Regions from separate parts of the Anas platyrhynchos genome. Here region 2 is linked to region 1. Evidence: chromatin contacts called from public Hi-C data. All regions are on one chromosome and are shown on one strand. The core of a region is the stretch at or near the end of the contact, and the rest is flanking DNA. Distances in the headings are between cores, read along the strand shown.

What was found. A called contact is a pair of places that touch in the nucleus more often than the background predicts.
Region 2: a contact with region 1 is called in a Hi-C map of liver, with 2.1 times the contacts expected there. The contact joins the promoter of TEX2 here to the enhancer-like site in region 1. A contact is called at or near these places in 2 of 8 Hi-C or Micro-C datasets (liver and subcutaneous adipose tissue).

The regions. Positions count from the first base shown.
Region 1 is chr19:6,530,632-6,534,219 of IASCAAS_PekinDuck_T2T, reverse strand. ERN1 (endoplasmic reticulum to nucleus signaling 1) reads left to right here. Exons shown (of 22, transcript XM_072025564.1): 9 at 589-667; 10 at 1,695-1,857; 11 at 2,824-2,942; 12 at 3,317-3,508. Among named protein-coding and RNA genes, the nearest start is that of ERN1, 29 kb to the left of the region's middle. Within about 2 kb of position 1,934, at least 1 of the 8 cell types and tissues checked has an H3K27ac peak or open chromatin away from gene starts, as enhancers often do. A contact at or near this core is called in subcutaneous adipose tissue, where this site is marked.
Region 2 is chr19:6,623,290-6,627,205 of IASCAAS_PekinDuck_T2T, reverse strand. It overlaps TEX2 (testis expressed 2), which reads left to right and starts at 1,869. Exons shown (of 12, transcript XM_072025560.1): 1 at 1,869-2,554. PECAM1 (platelet and endothelial cell adhesion molecule 1) reads left to right here. Exons shown (of 15, transcript XM_005012300.6): 15 at 193-1,721. The coding sequence ends at 212.

The DNA.
Region 1 (3,588 bases), core at 685-3,184:
GAGCATGAATATTCCTGTTGTTTTTGCTATTTGTCAGGGTTTTGTCAGCAGTCTAGCTCTCTAGCAGTCATTGTATATCATATTTCATCTTTCACTATCTAAAGGCAGAGAAAAAAAAACTATGAAAAATTTAGCAAATGTTTATTAGGTTTTTTATCAGACATTCTGTGTTTACCTAATAAAAGAATATTTTAATAATGTAGATTATAATATAATTTTAATAATGAATTATAAGTGTATTTTTTATAATGCTTCTTTTTTAAAATGTAGTTTATAATGTAATTTTTCATTTAGGTGCAAAACATTTTGGCAAATGTCAGCTGTTGAATAATAAAGAATAGGACATGAGTTATATGAGTAATGACAACTAATAATGCTTTCATAATTAAAACAAATGGCTTGATCATACAGCAGCATTTAAGTTTATGAATTCAGTGTTTTTAAGAACTAGATGTTGATGATTTTAGAAATTCATGCATTAGTTTTGTAGGATTGTGTTGCCAGGGTTTTAACCTTGGCAACCTAGCTAAGATGGTAAAACTGTCATCTATTTCTTTCTAACATGTATTGTTTTTGTTTTTTTTCCAGACCAACTCTATATGTAGGGAAGTACTCCACAAGTTTGTATGCATCACCATCAATGGTGCATGAAGGAGTAGCGGTCATGGTAAGTTGGGAGCTACAAGAGTTGAATGACATCTGCTGAAAAGTGTCTTTACAGAATTTGTATTGTTTTGAGTTACAAAGGAGTTGAAATGAACTCTGTTTTGAGTGAGAGCAGACAGTAGAACATATGTTCATCAAAATGTACAGAATTATTGTAAAGTCCCATCAACACACAAATAGTGAGCTTATTTCTATGAGAAGTATCTTCAGTGTATCTAAAAAAGGGATATTTTGATTGCATCTGGAATTCTGAGACTTCTGTTGTGAAAGCATGATATACTTTCCTAAGTAAAATGATTTTATAACCCTATCATTCTGTCTTGTAACAGAAGACAAACTGTTATGCAGTATAAGGTGGACCTGTACCGATTAAATTTGTTCCAATATCTGAAAAAGGATGATCCTTATTAAAATAGAAAATAAAACACTGAAGACTGTAGGTCTACAGCAATTAGTTTTTAAATTGCAGATTGCTATAAATAAATGGCAAATTGAGTACTTCATGAAACAACAGTAAGCATTTAGAATGCATGACTGTATTTCCAAAGTCATTTCAAATGTTGCAAAGACGTGACTGTAGATCATCGGGAATTGTGCCAGATGAGCTTAGCAGGAGTGGACCAGAGGTAGCTGTGCAGTACTGTTGATGTATTGTGGTTACTGTTAAAATGGCTTTTTTAAAATTGTATTTATTTTTATAATCAAAATAACTCCCTTTTGATAGGAAACTGCACCATAGTTATTTTTTTCAGTGACTATCCAGGTAGCAAACAAAGCTCCTGTTTCACTTTTCTAAAAAGAGAGAGTAATCTCATCGCCTAGGCAACATGTAAGTTAGGTCTAATGTCCAAGGCTGTTGAAGCATTTACTGAGGGTGTAATAGCAGTATTTACTTATGGTGACTTTGCTGCTGGGAGTTTTTGCTTGCCCACTAATTTTGACCCTCCATTTTTTTCTACTTACTTGCCTACTTAAATATTACAGAGAAACAGTGTGTTATTAATTATAGCAATGGTCTCTCTTTCTAGCCCCGTGGCAGTGCTATACCCTTACTAGAGGGTCCAAAAACAGAAGGAGTCACAATCGAAGACACTGGCGAGTGTGTTATCACCCCCAGTACGGATTTGAAGTTTTCAGGCAGACTGAAAGAAAAGACCAAACTCAACTACTGGAACGACTGGCTTTTAATAGGTATATTATGAGGTCCCTCTCTTAGCCCTTGTCTGCTTGTCAGGCAGGTTCACATTGCCATCTCGTGGACACTTTTAATCCAGGCCTAAGAGCTGTTTTTCTACTTCTGTAAATCAAAGTCACAATGACTGCCTAAACTGAGGCAATTACTACATTCTAGTAATCATTGTCAATTCGTCCCCTTTGGAATATGCATTAAGCAGATATCTGCTTACTAATTTTTCCAAGGCCTCTGCTTTACTCAGTTTATAGGATGAGGAGTGTTCAGCTCAGTGTGTGGGAAGTTGTTTATTTATTTGCCTCCTCATCCAGAGAGGGGTATAGATAATTTACGGTGAACATTGTTGCACATACTATATTCTGGTTCTTTGGGATTTTATTGCGCATATTACTTTAATTCTCATTATAAAGATTGGATGTTCATGTCTTCCTCATTTCACAAATGAGGGATTAAGGCACTCCAATTGGAAAAGCTGGGAGCACAGTTGCTTCTCCTTCTTCTCACTTACTTGGTTAGCATGAGCCAAAGGAGCATGAAGAGCAATTGTAGCTAAGTGCTGGATTGATTCTTCCTTCCTTCTTATGCAATATGATTCATGCCCCTCAGAACTATTTCAGATCTCAAACACGATCTTTGCTTCAAGGCCACATCACAAAGTAAAACTAACTTGACAGAGAGACAGCTAGGAGGCATTGTAATGTGTTCCTGGCATGGTCACAGAGAGCTCAGGAACCAAACCCACCGTCAATGCCCTAACAGGGAGTTCTTCACAACTGTGTTCACTATACCTGTGACTGCAGGGGCAGAACAGCGGGAAAAATGTTTTAATGCAAGCTCTTGGACTGTGATCTCAAGTCTTTTGAAAATCAACTTTGTGTATGCTCTTAAGCAAAGATGCTGAAATCAAGGCCCTCTTCCTTGAAGAGGGACAATTTCTTATTTCAACAAATGTGTTTTATTTTAAGGGCACCACGAAACACCATTATCTGCCCCTACAAAGATCCTGGAGAAATTCCCAAGCAATTTACCCAAGAGGCCTGAAAATGTGATTCCAGCTGACTCTGATAAAGCCACTATTGAAGAGGTTTGTGATGAGAATAATCATTTTACTGGATGATTAAATAATATAGAAGAATAGAGGTTGTGGAGAGACTCAGAAGAAAAGCTATATGAAATTACTTCACATTGCTTGTGGCAGATTTTCATGTACCTTGCATGTAGAATCAGTGATATCATGAGGTGTCATTCTTATTTCAGAATTAGGGCTTTCAGATGTTTTATTTCCACATGCAAAACTCTTTTTGGTAGGGCTATAAATTATTATTTTAAATGTATAATAATTATTATATAATTATAAATTTATGATTTATTAGAAGTGATCTAGCAGAAAGCCTAGCATATAAATCATCTACTGCTTATGGAGGTCTTTGAGCTAACAGAGCTTTCTCTTCCTCATAGGTTATTGATATAGTGGAAGGTTCCACAACAGAAGTGCCTCCTGCTGTTCCAAAGGACATTGAGGAGAAACTTGCTCGGCCTATTGCTCGGCCAGAGGCTCCTGTGGACTCTATATTGAAAGACATGGCCACCATCATTCTCAGCACTTTCCTGCTCATCGGCTGGGTGGCTTTTATCATCACCTATCCGATGGTAATGCTGACTTAGTTTGGGGGGCTTTTCAGTTTTGGCAGTCAGTAGTATTTGGCAGCTAACCCCAACAGGTGACACAG
Region 2 (3,916 bases), core at 620-3,119, 93 kb before region 1:
CTTTTTTATCTGATGAAGATAATGCTAATATCTCCCCAGGGAACTGTGCGTATTTATTAGTTCATTGTACAGTGGTCTAAGGAAGATGTTATTTTATTTTAAGTTTTTGTATTGATCAAAAAGGAGAGGGGAGGGCAGGGGGCTATTTACATTCATTTTTTTTTTTTCTTTTTTTGGTCTTGTTGCCAACAGAGAATACAAGGGCATCCTGATGCTACCTAGAGTACTCATCTCAAACATCATCTGGGAGAAGAAAACAAGCCGAGATGGAAGATGTTGCAACTGTTTCAAAAGCTCTGCAGCACTTACTTATGAGTTTGCCAGGCTCTTCTTTCCAAAGTTTATTTCCTCAAGGGGAACAAAAGAGATATTCCTAAAGCATTTAATGGAAAAAAATGCAAAAAAAATTCTCATAGGAAAGTGGCTCAGGAAACCACTGACCTGGGTTCCCATCTTTAATTTCCCCTGCTAATGAAATTTTGTCTTTCTAGCCTCCCAATTCATCATGCTCTGAGGAAATAAAAGGGGAAACTATGGCTGAGAAAGTACATTTCTGCAGTGCAGTAACTACTGTGATGCTAATAGAATGTAGAAATATCTAAGCTTGCTTTAATCTAGCTAACTTGGTAATCAGTAACACTCTACCGTGGCAGAACAGAGCTCAGCACAGCCTGCCCAGCCATGTATGTACTTCGATGTGATCTTGCATCTTGCGCTGAACTCCCTGTGCTGCAGCAGCTGGACTGCTACCAGTCTTGGAGCCAGCTAATTTATAGCTCATTTGGATGCTACGCTGCAATTAGGGCCTAACAGAAGAGTGAGCTCTGGGCTCTCTAAAAACTTGAATAACTGTTCAGAGATTCAGTACTTTACCAAGTGCTTCTCTCAGTAGAGACACAAATATTCTTTATTCTTTGCTAAACTGCTTTTTCCTTCTAAAAGTTCTGATGTTGTTGGTTAGTTTGCTATGATGGTTCTTCAAGGAATGATTGCTAATCATGCTTATTTTGGATGATGCAAAATAAACATCTTGAGTGGGTGGATACTACACCGAGGTCGGTGAGTTTGTATCTGAAAAAACAGTTATGTATAATGCTTATTCCTGGGATTTTAGGAGAGATCTAAAGTTATACTTGTGCCCAGCTTGTCCACTACGGAACTCCATACCTATTCCTCTTCTCTATAGTATGATAAATGATTATCATGGATCCAGTTCTGGACCTGGATCTAATCTCTGAAGCCCACGTTTTTTTCAGTTGCATTAGTTTAACAGAAAAACAAAAAGTACCATCCTTTAACATCCTTTAAGAAGCTGGTCTCTGACACTGCAATTGCTCTCCTTTTCTTACTGCAGATTAAATTACTACAAGATCTGGGCCACAGGTAAGAAGGTTCTCATTTTAATTACAAAGAGAAGACATGGATGTGTATATACATATATAGTTACTGCTTAAAGCATTGCATCAAAGGCACAAAATCAGCAAGAAATACAAAAAGGTTTTATATCTTCATTCCAAACTTTTAAATTTTCAAGCTCAAGTTACTGGCTAGTATTTCTAATTTATTGTTCCCCATGCAAATGTTTTTTGTATCATAAGCCTTTCACAAATGACTGAATTCTGATGAAAGATGTTCATTCTAGCATCCCACAAGTGTCCATACAAGTCTGTTACTATAGGGAATGTGAAAAGGTGTTTTAATAAAAAAAACTCTGAACTGAACTTTGCACTGGATCTTGCATGTTCATATTAGTGACCACTTGCAAGTGAATATCTGTGAAGCTTCTTAGTGATGAATCGTACAGATACATTTCATAAATGATGTATGGAAGATGTTGTCTCTGTAACAACTGATTTCAGGCACCTAGATCTGTTGTCATGGACCAGTTTAGCAGCAGGTAAATACTTAATTAAGTTTAAGAGTGAGCACAGGAGTGCTTGCATTCACATCTCTTGCTAAATTACAAAGCTAAAAGTTCCTCCACAAACCTTTCCACAGCCCTTGTCAAGGCTCAGAAAAGCACTGGTTTCTGGGAAGTTTCACGGTGTCATCTGTGCAGGATGGAGTAGCCATCGGACAATTCATTGGTCTATTTCAGATCATCCCTTGGCTAATCCTAACTTAATCCTGAAGTGTTTTGGGTTTAGCTATAATAAAGGTTGTTTATTTGCTCTCCTGAAGCATACCTGATACATTCATTTATTAGAGTGCTGTGTACTGCTTTGAGCACTTTTGCTTTGTTTTACAGATACATCACAAATATTTAAAAATATGGGACACAGATCAACAGACATCTCCAGCGAAGACAAGGTCAATGAGCCCAGGAAGTAAACAACTACACAAGGAGTCCAAATGTCCTGTTATAAGCATGTCTTCTGGATGCCAAACAAGCCCCATTGTGTCACTGGAAACATTTGGGAAATGCCTTGAATCTGTTACTGAAACAGATTAAAACCCAGATTAGAGGTCAAACAATATGTTATTGAAAAACAACCAAAAAGCCAATTCAGATTTCTACTTGTCACCAAGATGCACTCAGCAAATATAAGATGAGGTGTGTTGCTAAATATTTATGTTTTGAGAAGACAAATAAAAGGATCTCCTAAAATCAGTTTGGGGTGGGGACAAGCTTGGATTTATAAGGTAGTATGTAGGCGTGGTGAGTTGAAGGTGACAGGCTTTTGCTTTCCTATTTGCACTGCTAGTCCTGTTGGCTCTCCTGTGCGCACATGGCAATGTGCAGACACCTGTCTGCCCCAATTAGATTAAGGCTGTGTTTGTGTGGTGACATTTATGCTGTTTTGCACCTGAAAGAGCCAATCCATGTGCACAATGACGTGTTTCATGTGAGACTGTAAGAAAAAGCACCTTGCAGAACAGCGCCTGCAGGTGTCATTCACATTAGTAATAACTTGAGACCGCTTGCTTGAGAGGAGAAAAAGACCTCAGACTCTCTTTCTTAAGAGAGGTTTTTATGATTCATGAAGACCCAGGAAAGAGCAAGAGCAACAGCTTTTCACTTTAAAAATTGCAGTACCACTTATGTGTTAATTCCTAAACTAGGAAAGAAATGATGGTGTTACCTTTCTAAGTTGAAACTTTTAGCAGTTTGTTAATGTTTTCTGATTATCAGGACCAAGGAAGAATGATAATTTTGAGATAAAGGTATCTGAAAGTCTCAACATTTGTATCTAAATCTAAAAGTCTGAGCTTGCATTTTGTAGATAAACTTGCATGAATTTTCCCTAGCATATCATTTTTTATGCTAGGGAATGCTTTACAGTAAGAATTCAAGCTAGCTGTTAAAAACTCATTTTGACAGGAGAACTAGGGAAAATTCTCAGGCCCCTTCGTGGCATTGCCTTTTCTGAGCAGTTCTGGCAGGGCCACGTCCTTCTTGACTTAAGCATGTTCAGAAAGTGACCTGCACATCCCACTCCCTCATTTGATTAACTTTATAACATTTTTACTGTTCTAGAGCAGAGGCTTTGGGACAGAAACGCTTTAAGCCAAAAGCCTCTTCCTGCTTGCCACCATTAGTTTTTTCCTTTCCAGCAAACTAGCAGCTACTTATTTTCTTGTCTAATGTAAGTGCGTTTGTGTGTGACCTTTGGTGGAAAAAGCAGCGACGATGTGCTGGCTGCTTCATGCTAGAAACCACCGGGGAAGGGCACGAAATGCTCTGCCAAGCCTCCTTTCAGTGCCACGGGTGCCCGGGCCGGGACCTTGCAGCCCGATGCGGTGCTGCCCCCCGGTGGCAGAGAAGTCGCAGGGCTGCAGGCGGGGGCCACGTCCCTGCTCCCCGCGGGGGTGCTCCTGGGCACCTGTTGGAGCCGCAGAGCTGAGCCGTGGGACTTTCCTTCCTGCAGTGGTGGGAGCTCCTCGTCTGATCTCGGCCACTCTTTAGGAGAGTTTT